2 separate regions of the Ovis aries genome follow, and region 2 is linked to region 1. The links are chromatin contacts, called in public Hi-C maps. All regions are on one chromosome and are shown on one strand. Each heading gives the region's core, a stretch centred on a gene start, on an enhancer-like site or on the middle of the called end of the contact. The rest is flanking DNA. Distances are from core to core; before and after follow the strand shown.

Region 1 (7,171 bases), core at 1,517-4,016:
AATTGATGCTTTTGAGCTGTGGTGTTGGAGAAGACTCTTGAGAGTCCCTTGGACTGCAAGGAGATCCAACCAGCCCATCCTAAAGGAGATCAGTCCTGGGTGTTCATTGGAAGGACTGATGCTGAAGCTGAAACTCCAATACTTTGGCCACCTGATTTGAAGAACTGAGTCATTTGAGAAGACCCTGATGGTGGGAAAGATTGAGGGCAGGAGGAGAAGGGGACGACAGAGGATGAGATGGTTGGATGGTATCACCAACTCAATGGACATGAGTTTGGGTAAACTCCAGGAGTTGGTGATAGACAGGGAGGCCTGGCGTGCTGCAGTTCTTGGGGTCTCAAAGAGTGGGACATGACTGAGCGACTGAACTGACCTGAACTGAAACTGTTTCTTGACCTCAACCTCCACTTGGGGGGTCCCTCCACAGGGACATTGTGTGTTGGGGGAGACAGAGCAAACTCAGGCCTGGTTCCCTGGCACCTCTTCTCCTCCAGGCCTCATCCTGGGCCTGCTGAGTCCTGTCCCAGCCAAGAATCCCCCACCCTTGAAGCTATCCGAGTTCCTGTTAGTAAGTTGCATTTGCATCCTCACCTGGCCAAGGGCTGTAACTCTTCACTCTGGCTTTGTTATACTGAGTTGAAGTCGGTTTCTTCCCACATTTGCCAGAGTCTTGAATAAAGTCTCTTGCACTTTCTAACAAGTGTCCAGTGAATAATTTGTCCTTAACAAGGGTTGCGAGAGGGCAACCGTGAGTGTCTAGTGGGGGCCTGGCGGGAGTGAGAGTCGTGTTCACAGTTGTGTATATTCCCTTGTGTAGCCAAAGAAGTGGTGGGACAGGTGAGGGTTAGCCTCAAGGCATGAACCCCAAAGTTGGGCACCATATTGGAACACTGGGGGATGCCAGAAGTGGCACTAGTTGAATAGGCACTACTGGAAGAGCAAGAGGCCTGCTTGGACAGGAGGAGCAGCATCTCAGACAGGGTAGCTGGTGGGGTGACACTGGGGTCCCTTGGGTAGCACCACCGACTCCAGTTCCCAGAGGGGCTGCAGGAGGACAGCGTTCACAGCCTGTCTCCCCTCTGCCCCTCCCTTCTTCCTGGTTCTTCCCTTTCACTCTCATAACAGGGAAACCATGTTTTGCATCCTTTGCCAGGATCATTTGGAGTCAGGTGCCTGACTTTAACAGAGAAGGCAATGGCACCCCACTCCAGTACTCTTGCCTGGAAAATCCCATGGATGGAGGAGCCTGGTGGGCTGCAGTCCATGGGGTCGCGAAGAGTCGGACACAACTGAGCGACTTCATTTTCACTTTTTGCTTTCATGCATGGAGAAGGAAATGGCAACCCACTCCAGTGCTCTTGCCTGGAGAATCCCAGGGATGGGGGAGCCTGGTGGGCTGCCGTCTATGGGGTCAACAGAGTTGGACACAACTGAAGCTACTTAGCAGCAGTAGCAGCAGCAGCCTGACTTTAAAGGTGATGCAGGAAACGTGCTTCGTGTCACTCAGAAAGTCACCAACACATGCTCCTTCCCAGTGATGAGGCCTCAAGTGTTTCCCCCTGGGTTTCTGGACCTTGTAGGCAAAGCTGGGTCTCCACCTGTCTGACCTCTGATGTATTTCTGAGGCCCAGAGACCCAGGGAGAGTGTGATGGTCTGAAGCATGTGTCTGGTTAACCCCTCGTTAACATGTCTGAAATGCAGTGTCTTAGAGCCGCCCGCACCAGCCATCACAGGCATCCACCTGGCCCACCTGGCTCTGACCTGCCTGTGCCTGGGGTGGGCTTTCCTCCTGGAGTCAGCTCTGGACATTGCTGGACGGATGGAGCACCCGGGCCTCATCCCTGTTCTCCTCCCCTGTCCAGCCCCTCCCCAGGGTGTGAAATCTGGTATTTTTCAACTCCAAGCAGCAATCCAGGTAAGGCAAAAAACCGTTCTCTGGAGCTGGGTAGAGAAACTAGATGGGTGAAGTAATGAGTTGAAATGGACTTGACTAAGTGCCAAGTTGTAGCTGAGTGTCCTGGAGACTGGAGATCTGGTTCAATTAAGCTTTAATGTATTTTTTGAGGTGAACTGTTAACACTGTTGTATTTAGTTAAGAGTCAGCTTTTACAAAGAATGACACCAGGCTCCTGAATAACAAAGGAGCAAGACCCGGGAACGCCCCCAGTGTGAGTGTGTTGGGGGCGGGGGGCAGGGCGGGGCTGCTGTCACCTGGGTGTGGAGGAGCTGTGGCTGAGCAGAGGCAGCGGGAATGCAGAAGCCCAGAGGCAGAGAGATTGTGCATCTTGGTGAAAAGGCAATGCGCTATCTGGAGTGGAGTTCGAGGTACACACTCAAGCCACACAAAACTTGCAGCAGTTTCCTCCAAATATTCTTTCGCACCCTCTGCCGCCTGTTCTCTGACTTGGGGTGTCCTGCCAAGGGTCACCTCTTGGACTAGAGATCAGGCCATGTCCTTGGAGCTCTGGATGCGTCCAGGAATCAGCTGACCCATTCCATAGGAGCCTATGTCCTTACCTGAACCCTGCTTTATCAAGGAGATGCCTCAGCTCTGAGGCCTGCAGAGGATTGGGGCAGGAGCAGGGTTGGGAGGTTTAGCCAGTTACCGTGGCTCAGCGTCCAGCCCTCCTGCGCTCGCCCATTTCCAAGAGGAAGTCTGGGAACGGAGCCCAGCTCCTGGCGCCAAAGCTTTGCTTCTGCCCTTCCTGACTTGAGAAATTGGGGGCCAGGTCCCTGGCCTTGCCAGCCTACACCCCTACTCACTGTCTTGAACCTGCTGGGGGGCTCCGGGAATCTGGGCCAATGCCCAGGGCTTGTGCCAGGCGCACACCAAGGCTCCTCGTGGCCAGCAGGTGGCGATGCAGGAGCGCTGGAAGGGCAGCGGGCTGGGCTTCCTCCCCGTGGAACCCCCCCCCCCCACTCCCTGCAGCCTTTGCTGCAGCCCCAGGTGGTTGCTGAGGCTCCTCTGCTGGCTAGGGAGTGTGCACTCAGGGTGAGTGGTCAGGCTGCAGTGCTGGGAGGGCTGGGTGAACCAACGCAGAGGCCAGAGCTCTGGGAAGCCCTCCACCTCGTCCCCGTGTTTTCTGCCCTCCCTGTTTGATGCTTCAGGGGTGGTTCCACTTAAGCAACCTGGGCAGCCCTTGATGCCTGTTTCGTGGGTGAGAGAGTAGAAGCTCAGGTCAGGGGCAGAACCCAGGGTGCACACATGGTGTCCCTGAACGGGCCGAGGCAGAAAGTCAGCATGTTCTTGCCACTTCTGTTCTAAGCCCTGGAGTCTCAGGTCAGCCTGGGGTCCTCAGTCTCCAGCCTGTCCATCAGGCCAAGGGTGTGTGCAGGGCTGGCAGGGTGGGTGTCTTTGAGCATGCAGGGGTGTGAGGTGTGGATGTGTTCCCTGTGAGTGAGTGTCTGGGTGTATCTCACAGTGTGTGTGTGTGTGTGTGTGTGTGTGTGTCTGTGTGTCTGTGTGTCTGTGTATCCGAGTGTGCAAGCAGTTCCTGGGTCCTGTAAGCTTCATCTCTTCCTCGGTCTAAGATACTTAGACAAGTTGTCTCACAAATGCATTGGCAAAATGGGTCCAAACCATTTCCTCTGCTCAAAGGGAGCACCCAGTGTCTGCAGGTGGAGATGTCCCCACCCTTCACATGACTTCACTCGACCCTGTCCCCGCTCACCCTGGAGGTGCCCCCGGGATGGTGACCATTCTAGGAAGGAGATGCTCAGTGAAACTCATCAACTCCCCGTTGCTTCTAGGAAACAGTAGTAACTCTCCTCATATTCAGCAAGTCCAAGTTGCCTCTGCTTGGAGGTCATGCGGCCAGGCTTCCTGGTGCCAGCGGGTGACTCAGCTCGAGAAGGCACCCCACCCACCCACAGCCCTCAGAGGCTGGCCACATCCCGCCTCCACAGGCCCAGCACGCGGGTTCTGTTCCCTGGCTGCGTCACCCAACCTCCTGGGGAACATCTCACCTCCCACTACCCTATCCTGGGGATACATGGGGTGTGTCTTAATCAATAGCTGATTAAGACAAGCTGGGCACTGGTAGCAGCTAACTAAAGGAGCTGAGCAACTTAAGAAGTAACAGCCATCAGACACGCCAATGGTTCTGGCAGGTCGAAGGATGAGAGAGGAGGGCTGGAGGGCTGCAGAGCCGGGACTTGGGGGCCATGGGGCCCGGCCAGCTGCTGGCCTCTCCTGGGATTTATAATGTCGGTTGGCACCCCTGCAAACCTGTGTGGGAGCAGGAATGCTGAGTCACAGGCCCTTGGTCAGCTTGTAGAGACATTTTAACACGTGCAACATGAAAGATCCTGCTAAGAGAGAGGACCCTGGGTGTGTGCATTTTGACAGAAAGAGGCTCAGTGGGGACAAAGGGCCATGAGTTGAAACCTGAGCGGGCCCACAGGTCCCACTAGTGTGCCTATAAAGTGAAAGTCTGGAGGTGCTCCCAAGAGTGCCCTATCTGTGCCCAGTTAGACTGCCCTGAATGTCCCCGTGGGCAACGAGCAGGTCCCCGGGCTTGAGTGCCCTGTGGACCTGCTGTGGGGCTGTCTTTCCAGACAGTGAAACTTACCTGCTCTCAGGGCAGGGCTGAGCCCCAACCTACCTGTTCTGATCATCCCAGGTGAGGGTCCAGAGCTCCTGCAGGCAGTGTGTGAGTGGTGTGTGAGGCCTTGCCCAGAGCACCCACCCTTGGTCCAGACCCTTGTCACTCAGATGTCCAGTTGCCCAGGCCCCTGCCCACACCCTCCCAGGAGGACTCTCAACAATGGTTCTTGGCTGCCTGTCCTGTGTTCCAGCTCAGCTTAGATGTGCTCCAACCAGGTGGCACAGAGCAGGCTGCTCTCCAGGGAATGCAGGAAGGGGTGTCTGAGCCCAGAGTATAAACCCTCCTCTGTATAGACGAGAAAACTGGTGTGGTGCTCTGCATTCCTCGGATTTAGGAAGCCTCCTGTGATCCTGGTTGCCCCAGTTGTCCCCTTCTGGCCTCTAGAAAGATCTCCCATACCCCCACTCCACCCCCTGCCCTTGTTGTTGTTTAGTCACTAAGTCGTGTCCTACTGTTTTGTGACCCCATGGACTGTAGCCTCGGAGAAGGCAATGGCACCCCACTCCAGTACTCTTGCCTGGAAAATCCCATGGGCGGAGGAGCCTGGTGGGCTGCAGTCCATGGGGTCGCGAAGAGTCAGGCACGACTGAGCAACTTCACTTTCACTTTTCACTTTCATGCATTGGAGAAGGAAATGGCAACCCACTCCAGTGTTCTTGCCTGGAGAATCCCAGGCATGGGGGAGCCTGGTGGGCTGCTGTCTGTGGGGTCGCACAGAGTCGGACACGACTGAAGCGACTTAGCAGCAGCAGCAGCTGGACTGTAGCCTGCCAGGCTCCTCTGTCCATGGGATTTCCTGGGCAAGAATATTTTAGAGTGGGTTGCCATTTCCTTCTCCAGGAGACCTTCCTGACCCAGGGATCGATGTCTCTGGGTCATCGATATCCGTTAGCAGGACAGGTCCACTAGCATTAGCAGGTGGATTCTTTACCACTGAACCACCAGGGAAGCCCCTCTGCCCTACTTCCAGCCAAAGTCCACTCAGGAGCCCCAAAGGGATGCTCAGCACCAATACCATCTCCATCAGACTAACAGAAGTCAGAAGTCGGTGCTGATGGCTTGGCCTCTCTTGCAGAAAGATGGGTGGGTGTACTGGTGAGAAGCGAACCCTCTGGTTTCCATTCAAAGCCGTTTGGTCCACATGAACTCAGCAGGAACTGGCTGCATTCTTGTTCACAGCACAGAGCGAGATGCCCCAGGGCGCTCTGCAGACTTCACCTCCAGAGAGTCCATCCCCCTGCCCTGGTAGCAGTTGAAGCCCCCACACCCAGGCTGCTCTGGCTTTGAGGGTCCCTGGTAGGTTCTGATGGGCCTCAGCCCTTGAGGGGTTGGGGGCCCTGCAGAGGAGGATGTGATCAGCACTGTGAGTCCTGCTTCTCTGTGTTGGGTCCGTGAGAGCTGAGACAGCAGAGGAAGGGCTAGGCTGAGGGTAGCTGCTTGTGGACGGGGCCGGCCGCCCCCCTCCAACCTCCCCACTGCTGGCTGCCGCCTTGACCCACTGCTGCCCCAAGTCTAAGGCCTCTTTGTTGACAAGCCGCCGTTCTCTTGCTCCAGCCCTAATCCAGCTCCAATTAGAGGGAGAACATGTGCTTTGGCTGAATGGCCCGGCTGGTGGCAGAGCCCGAAGGCCTACTCACCCACTGGCCGGCTGGCCTCGCACAGGGGCCCTGCCTTGGTTTGAGGAACATGGCTATGAGAGCTGTGGTCACTCCATACAGAAACCAGAGTGCCCGAGGGACACCTCTGCAGGCTCCAGGCACCACACCCTGTCTGCAGCCAGAGAGAAGGGGATGGAAGGAGTGAGTGTGTCTGCAGGACGGAGGAGGGTCAGGTCACACCAGCCGCTGGGTCAGGAGTGGGGCAGCCTCTGCCTCTAGGCAAGGAGGACTTGGAGGGGCTCTGCCCAGGTTGCCAGGAGAGGGTCTCCTCCAGCAGGAAAACTGACTTTTCAGTGAAGGTGTAGCTTCTGGAGGCACAAGCTGGGGAGGAGGCAGTGATAATCAGGGAGGGGTCATGCTAGGGTCTTATCAATGTTACCACAGCCTCGCCCACCCAGAGGACCTAACATGATGCTTCCAGCCACTCTGGGTGGGCTGGGCCGCCCTCACATTGTCTCATAGCCCCTGGCCAGGAGGCAGGCAGCCCTTCTTTTTCAGGATGCCAAGCTTTCCCTGGTGGCTCAGATGGTTAAGCATTTGTTAAGCTTCCCAGGTGGCATGAATAGAAAAGAACCTGCCTGCCAATGCAGGAGGACATAAGAGATGTGGGTTGGATCCCTGGGTCGGGAAGATCCCCTGGAGAAGGGAATGGCAATCCACTCCAGTACTATTGCCTGGAAAATCCCATGGACAGCGGAGCCTGGTAGGCTACATGTAGTCCATGGGGTTGCAAAGAGTCGGACACGATTAGCGACTTCACTTCAAGCTTGCCCTGCCTGGGCCTGTCCTGCCCTGATGGCTTCTGTGGCATCTCATTCGCTGCTGTGTGGCATCAGGCAAGTTCCTCAACCTCTCTGTGCCTAAATTTCTTCACCTGTAAAATGGGCACAATTGCAGGACTAGCA
Region 2 (6,594 bases), core at 1,221-3,720, 51 kb after region 1:
GCTAACAAAAAATTGTGTGTACCCCATGTTTAACTTCATGTTCATATACATCATATGCAAATACACAGTGGCTGAGCAAGACAGGAAGCAGTGGCAGCTGTACCCGCTGGCAGGGAGAAGTGTTTTATCACTAACAGGGTTTAGAATTGCTGATGCCAACGGTGATACTAAAAAGGAGACAAACTTCTAGGCACTTGTATTATTAAGACTCTCTACAGACAAGGTACCCAATTATGCTCTACACCTGCGACAGACTGCACCATCTCCCCGCCTTGGTATCACACTGGAAACACACACACAGATGGAGACAAATAAATGAGAACTTGTCAACCCATTTTTGTAAAACTGTCACCCCTTCCATGTCAACATTGCTCTCATTCACGTCTTTGTGTGAATAAAAGTACATGTTATATCTGATGGATGGTCTATTGTTTCTCAACCGTGTCGCATTGATGGGATCCATATTGCTTTTAGTTTTCATTGTGTCTTCTTTCTTGAAGACTATTTTCTCTTTCTTCCTGTTTCCCAGAGCAAGCACTCCCCACCGGGTCCTTACTCCTTGGAAGACTGACCCAGGGAGGCTGAGTTTTTTCCCCTCATCTCCAGCTCCGAGATCACAAGCCCAGGATGCCTGTAGCCTTTAAGCCTCTTGAAGATACCATTTATACTTGAGCCTCTTCTTTGAACTTTTAGAGCCTGCAGATCTTTATCAGCAAAGTTGCTGTTGTTTAGTTGCTAAGTCGTGTCCAACTCTTTTGCAGCCCCATGGAGTGTAGCCTTCCAGGCTCCTCTGTGTATGGGATTTCCCAGGCAAGAATACTGGAGTGGGTGGCCATTTCCTTCTCCAGGGGATCTTCCTGACCCAGGGACTGAACTTACTTCTCCTGCATTGGCAGGTGGGTCCTTTACCACTGACTCACCGGGGAAGTCCTTACCAGTAAAAGGTTTTAGATAAGGTTTTCTCCCTTTTCACATTTTTTTTTCACCTTTTATTCTTAAAACAATGAGCTTCCATAGGAGGCAACCTTAAGAAGAGTGTGTGTCCCAAGCAGAGATGGGGTGCCCTCTCCCTCCCCAACTCCCAGACTTGAACCAATGGAAAATCTCCCAGTGACATTCCCTCCCTCCACAGTGGATCACCCACCACATCCCAAGATGATGTGTGTCATGCCAAGGTTGGCCTGAAAATAAAGGCTGAATGTCCTTTTGAAAAATTGACCCGGAAACTTCAGAAGAGACAAAGTCCGCAATCTGCCATCACCCTATCCTCCCACAGAGCTTGTGGGTTTCCAATACATCTCACATCTGTTCTCTCCATGAGCTGAAATATGACTGTACTACATGGGAAACCCAGAACCAGACCCAATCTTGGAGGCTGTTTGCACCTCCCGTGCCCACAAGGGCCTCATTTCAGCAGCTTGAACTTCCCTTGCCTGGTTTCTTCCCTTTCCTTTTTCTTTTTTAATTAACAATTTTTTTCTTTCTTCCCTTTCCTTGTCTTCCTCACTTTCCCCCATTATAACCCATGCAGTCTTCCCCCAGGTTGTTCAGTGAAAATTGCAGGGTTTGGAGGTTGCTACCAGCACAGAGCTGAATCCAAGCAGGTTCCCTAAGATGAAATTGTACTTTAGAAGGTGAGGAGTCAGGGCGCTGAAGCCGAAGCCCTGGTCCTGCTCTTCCTGCCTCTGACATGAGGATGGTCTAAGCATCACCTCCCTCCTCTAGAAGCCTCCTTCTCACTGCCGTCTCTGGATGGGGGAGAGTATATAGGCAAAGCAGCCACAGTGTTAACACAAATCAGGTGGTCGATGAACTAACTTATCTACAGACTATAAAGCGTTTTCCCTTTTTATAGTTTATTATATTCAATTTATAAAACTAATAGAAAACACTTTATGAGACAGTAAGTTGGTAGTGTGGAGACCAGCGATCTTTGATGGGCACTGTGGGTGATGCAAAGACTTCTCGGGGACCCCTGTACACGTCCTCTGCTCCTGTCCTTGTCCCAACCCCAGCCACCATGCAGGTCCCTCCCTCCACCCCAGGGCTCCAGCCATCTCCTGGGGCCTTGCTGTGTCTATGGGCTTACTCTCTCGGATAGTAATGTCACTTGACTCGAGTGGACGAGGCCACCACAGGCAGCCAGCTCCTGGGAGAAGCTGTGAGGTCCCACCCACAGGGATGAAGCTCTCAAGTAACATGAGAGGAAGAGGAGAAAGTGAACTCAGAATAAGCTCCACGTGATTCTGTGGGTGAGGTATTAAGGACCCTTGAACAACTCAGACTAATCTCTTTCATTTGCCTGGATCCTATTCAGGCATTCTTCAGGGGAGAAAGTCACACAAAAGAGTATTAATCACCAGGAAAAGTGCATCCTGGTGCATCCTGATGTAGTTCATGTGTATCTACGTCTCCTCTCCAACTTCCCTTTCACTCCCTGACATCTCACCACGCAAATAACAGAACGGGAAGTGAGAGTGAGGGACGGGGACCGGGGTGGGGTTTCCTGCCTATGATCTGAGCCACCCTGGGGGGACCTTCCCCTGCCCAGGGCAAATCCCCACTCTTTCATCACCGCTAAAACCCCAGCATCACAGGTGGAAACTTCAGAATTCGTCATCACTCATTACACCATGCAGCTTGGTATTTTGACTATGACTGACATATAACTCCCTAGCAAGATAAAACTAGGTGAGGTGAAGGTTGCTCCATGGTGTCTAACTCTTTGCAACCTCATGCACTAGGGCCCACCAGGCTCTTGCTCCAAGGGATGTTCCAGGCAAGTATACTGGAGTGGGTTACCATGCCCTTCTCCAGGGGATCTTCCTGACCCAAGGATCAAACCCAGGTCTTCTGCACTGCACTTCTTTACTGTCTGAGCCACCAACATGAAATCAGTTATCAAAGCATGTAACGCTATAGCTTCTCTTTAGATTTCCCATCATTGTTGCCTCCTTCCACCGTGTTCCAGTGCAGTGAGACAGCACCCGGGCATAACCGTCCAGACAGTGAGATCACAGGGTGCAGCAAGATCCTCTCGCTGTGCTTGTCAGGGATGCATTTTACGGAAGTAACTTACTTGAGTGACCATGTCTCTGGAGAGAGCCCCCACGTGCGCTGGAATGTGGCTCCATGCGGGGTTTTAAGGCCGCTTCAGCCCTGGCATCTCCTGGTCTGTGCACTAGATTAGTGACCCGTGGGCACCAGGGTTTCTGTGCAACCTTTGGGATCAGGTAGATGAGGATGGCCTCTGTTAGACTTATAGCCTCTCTCTCTCTGACTGTGTATGATCCAGGCCCCCAGGCTCATCAGGGGATACTCCACAGCCCTGACCGAAGACCACGGGCAGACTTCAGACACCGGGGCGGGTGGTTCGCCTGGGTTACCCCAGGCAGTGGGGTGACTGCAGCCACCGTGGTGCACACGGATCCAGTGGGGATGTGGGCTTGCACTGCCCTGTGTGGACCCATGGCTTGATCACAGCCAATCAAGATGGAAGTTGTTGTTGTTCAGTCACCAAGTTGTGGCCGACTCTTTGCAACCCCATGTACTGTAGCACGCCAGGCTTCCCTGTTCTTCACTATCTCCCAGAGTTTACTCAAATTCATGTCTGTTGAGTCGGTGATGCTATTTAACCTTCTCATCAACATGGAAGGTAGGGGTGCAAAGGACTGCATACAGCTCCTGGAGGGCCTCATACCTGCTGTCTCAGCTCAGCTGTCTGAAGCTGGCTGGGCAAATGAGTTAGGTGGAGGGTACTTACTGATTTTCTAGAATCTCCTATCAGAATACCCATATCCTCAGGAAGGAACAGCCTCTAAGGTCTAAGTTGAGACCTCACACATTCAAGGGATTTGCTGACCATGAGTTGGGGGAAAGGGAAGGAAGATGCATCCGAGGGGTATCAGGAGGAGAAAGAGGAGCTTTGGAGAAAATGACTGATTTACTTGCTTTATAACTTGCCTAGTAGGGGCTTTGGTGGGTAGGGTGTGGGCACACAGGGGTACAGGGACAGTGCAGGGTAGGAACTCAGGATGGACACACAGACTTCCCCAGTTCTAGAAACTGCTGCGCTGTGACCGAGCACCTTTGCTCCACGGCTACAGAGAAGTCAGAGAACCAAGGCCATGTACTGCTGAGCACCAAGGCGTATGTTGCCTGGTTTAGAACTCAAACAGCTGTACATACACACAGCTTGTCCTAGGTGGAAATTAATAATAGCAATTCATGAACTATCCTAAAACCCTCAACACCCTTCAATTCACTTCATGAGCCCTGGGGGCTGAGAAGAGACTCCCAGCCCTGACTTCAAGGAGCTCAGAGCTCAGATAAAGACAAACAAACACTTCCCTGCAGTTCAAGGATGATGCCTGGGAGGCAGAGTGGCCCAAGCAGGACGCAGTCACTCTGCCTGGGGAAGGGGAGAGGAGTCAGGAAAGCCTCACCTGAGCAGGTAACACATGCTCAGATGAGAGACAAGGAGGCTTCTAGCAGGGATCGGGCAGCCTTGTCCACACACAGCTGGGGAGGAGGGAGGAAAGACCTTGAGCTGGCACAATCTGAACTTCACCCTCAGGTCAAAAGAGTGATCTTGTGAAACCCCAACAGAACCTTGTTCCTCTCTGAGACCAGCATTGCGGCCAGCGGGCTGCATGGCGCCTCTGTGAGCCCCAGATAACATGGCAGCTTCTGAGATCTCAGCACATAGATAAGGAACCTGGACATTTTGTCTTCTGGTCATTCCTGTTTAACTCACCCCTCGGGGGGTGGGAGGATGGGGGAGTAAGAAGTCACCCTGGTGAAGAAACAGGCTGGCAGAGCCACCCGCCCAGGAGACCTTTGGAGGATACTACTCCCCAGAGCCTTGATGTTCTAATCAACAAAATGGGACATCATGTGACCTGCCTCCTGGAATACACCTAGCCAGAACATGGAACAGAACAGAGGCCAGAACAGGGGATGCTGCTGTGTGTAAGGGTGGTGCCAACAAGGCGTTATGAATAGATGCTCCTCGAGCAACAAGGTGACCAGTTAGACACACAAGTTAGACACACACCTCTCACCAGACACCAGCATCATTCCAAAAGGATCAGAAATGTAAAGCAGGAAGATCCTAAGAGTACTAGAGGAAAGCATTAAAAAAAAAAAAAAAAAAAGCACCTTTCATCACCTAAAAAAACCCAGAAACAATAAAAGATAAAAATGTTTTAGTTAAAAAACTTTTTAATGGCCAAAATAACTACACCACAAAGTGCAAAGGTGAACGACACCAGGCTATTCATACTATGTAGGAAGGACTAATCTTTATATTCAAAGAGCTCTTACAGACCAGTGAACAAATTGTTCACCAAAAAAACCCAGAAATACAAATGTAGCCCCTTGAAACACATGATATGCTCAAACTCTTTCATGATAACAGAAATATCAAGATTATATCAATATCAATATAACGATATCAAGAAACTGTTTTCCATATACCTGTTTAGCAAAAGCCTAGAGTTTACCCATATACTGGTGGGCAGCACAAGAACACAGGAAGTTGGTGAAATGGTACAAATTCCGGTAGAGAGAGGGCTCTTGCTCAGCAATTTGACTTCTAAGAGTTTATCAGATCTATGTAAAAACTAAGGTTTGAGAGGAACTGATCACTAAATAGTGTGTTTGGAATCTACACAGTTATTTGAGCCTTACTTTTTAAATATCCCTGAACAGTCTTAAGCTTTGTCAGTATTATCACTTACTGATATTTATATTTAAAATATGGCATTGTATACTGCTTTACTGCCTTTCACAGTAAAGTTACAATGAGAAGATGAATTTGTTCATTATTTTCCTGATGGTAGATGTGAAATGGTGCTTCAAAAAATTGTCTGTACGTTTGTCCGTGTGTGTGAGTGTGTGTGTACTTGGACATACGTTTTAAGTATAGACTGGCTCTTTCAAAATAGGGCTGCCATCTGAAAATGGGAAATTGGGATCTGAGACCTGCTAGGGTGTAGAAGAACTTGATGGAGGGCTTTTTTAGAAGCCCTAGTGAAGTTAATAATGAATTTTAAAAAATATGTTCAAAATTCATGTATTGGTTTTGAAAACTTTATTAAAATTAAGAGAATAATCATCATACGTACTTACATTAAAAATAAACCTAATGTTTGAAAAAATTATGTATGTTCACATTTGGAAGACATAAGTTAAATTCCCAGCTGGTACTATGCTCCAGAGGAAAAATTTAGGTGTTTAAAAAGCCAAATTAACAAAACAAGATGAAGTATTAGGTTAAAAATACAGGATAATATATCTATAATCCTGGGATAGGCAGGCTTTTTATGTCTTTAATTTTAAAAAACCTTTATTTTGAAATAATTTAATTTGGAGATGTTACAAAAACAATCACCAGATTCCCTAAACAGTTAATATTTTAACACATTTGCTTTTTCTCTCTCTTCCCTTCTCTCTCATATATATGTAATGTATGTAACCATATATTTATTTGTATGCTGTGTCCTTCACAGTGTATCATATTGAGATAGGCTGGGACCCGGGACCCTTTGCTTGCACTTACATCTGTCTCCTGGAGCAACAGAATACAAAGAA

What was found. A called contact is a pair of places that touch in the nucleus more often than the background predicts.
Region 2: a contact with region 1 is called in a Hi-C map of blood, with 1.9 times the contacts expected there. The contact joins two enhancer-like sites. A contact is called at or near these places in 8 of 16 Hi-C or Micro-C datasets (blood, liver, muscle and 2 more).

The regions. Positions count from the first base shown.
Region 1 is chr11:49,224,360-49,231,530 of ARS-UI_Ramb_v3.0, forward strand. No RefSeq gene overlaps it. Among named protein-coding and RNA genes, the nearest start is that of PSMD12, 38 kb to the left of the region's middle. Within about 2 kb of position 2,767, at least 18 of the 54 cell types and tissues checked have an H3K27ac peak or open chromatin away from gene starts, as enhancers often do.
Region 2 is chr11:49,275,936-49,282,529 of ARS-UI_Ramb_v3.0, forward strand. No RefSeq gene overlaps it. Among named protein-coding and RNA genes, the nearest start is that of METRNL, 51 kb to the right of the region's middle. Within about 2 kb of position 2,471, at least 5 of the 54 cell types and tissues checked have an H3K27ac peak or open chromatin away from gene starts, as enhancers often do.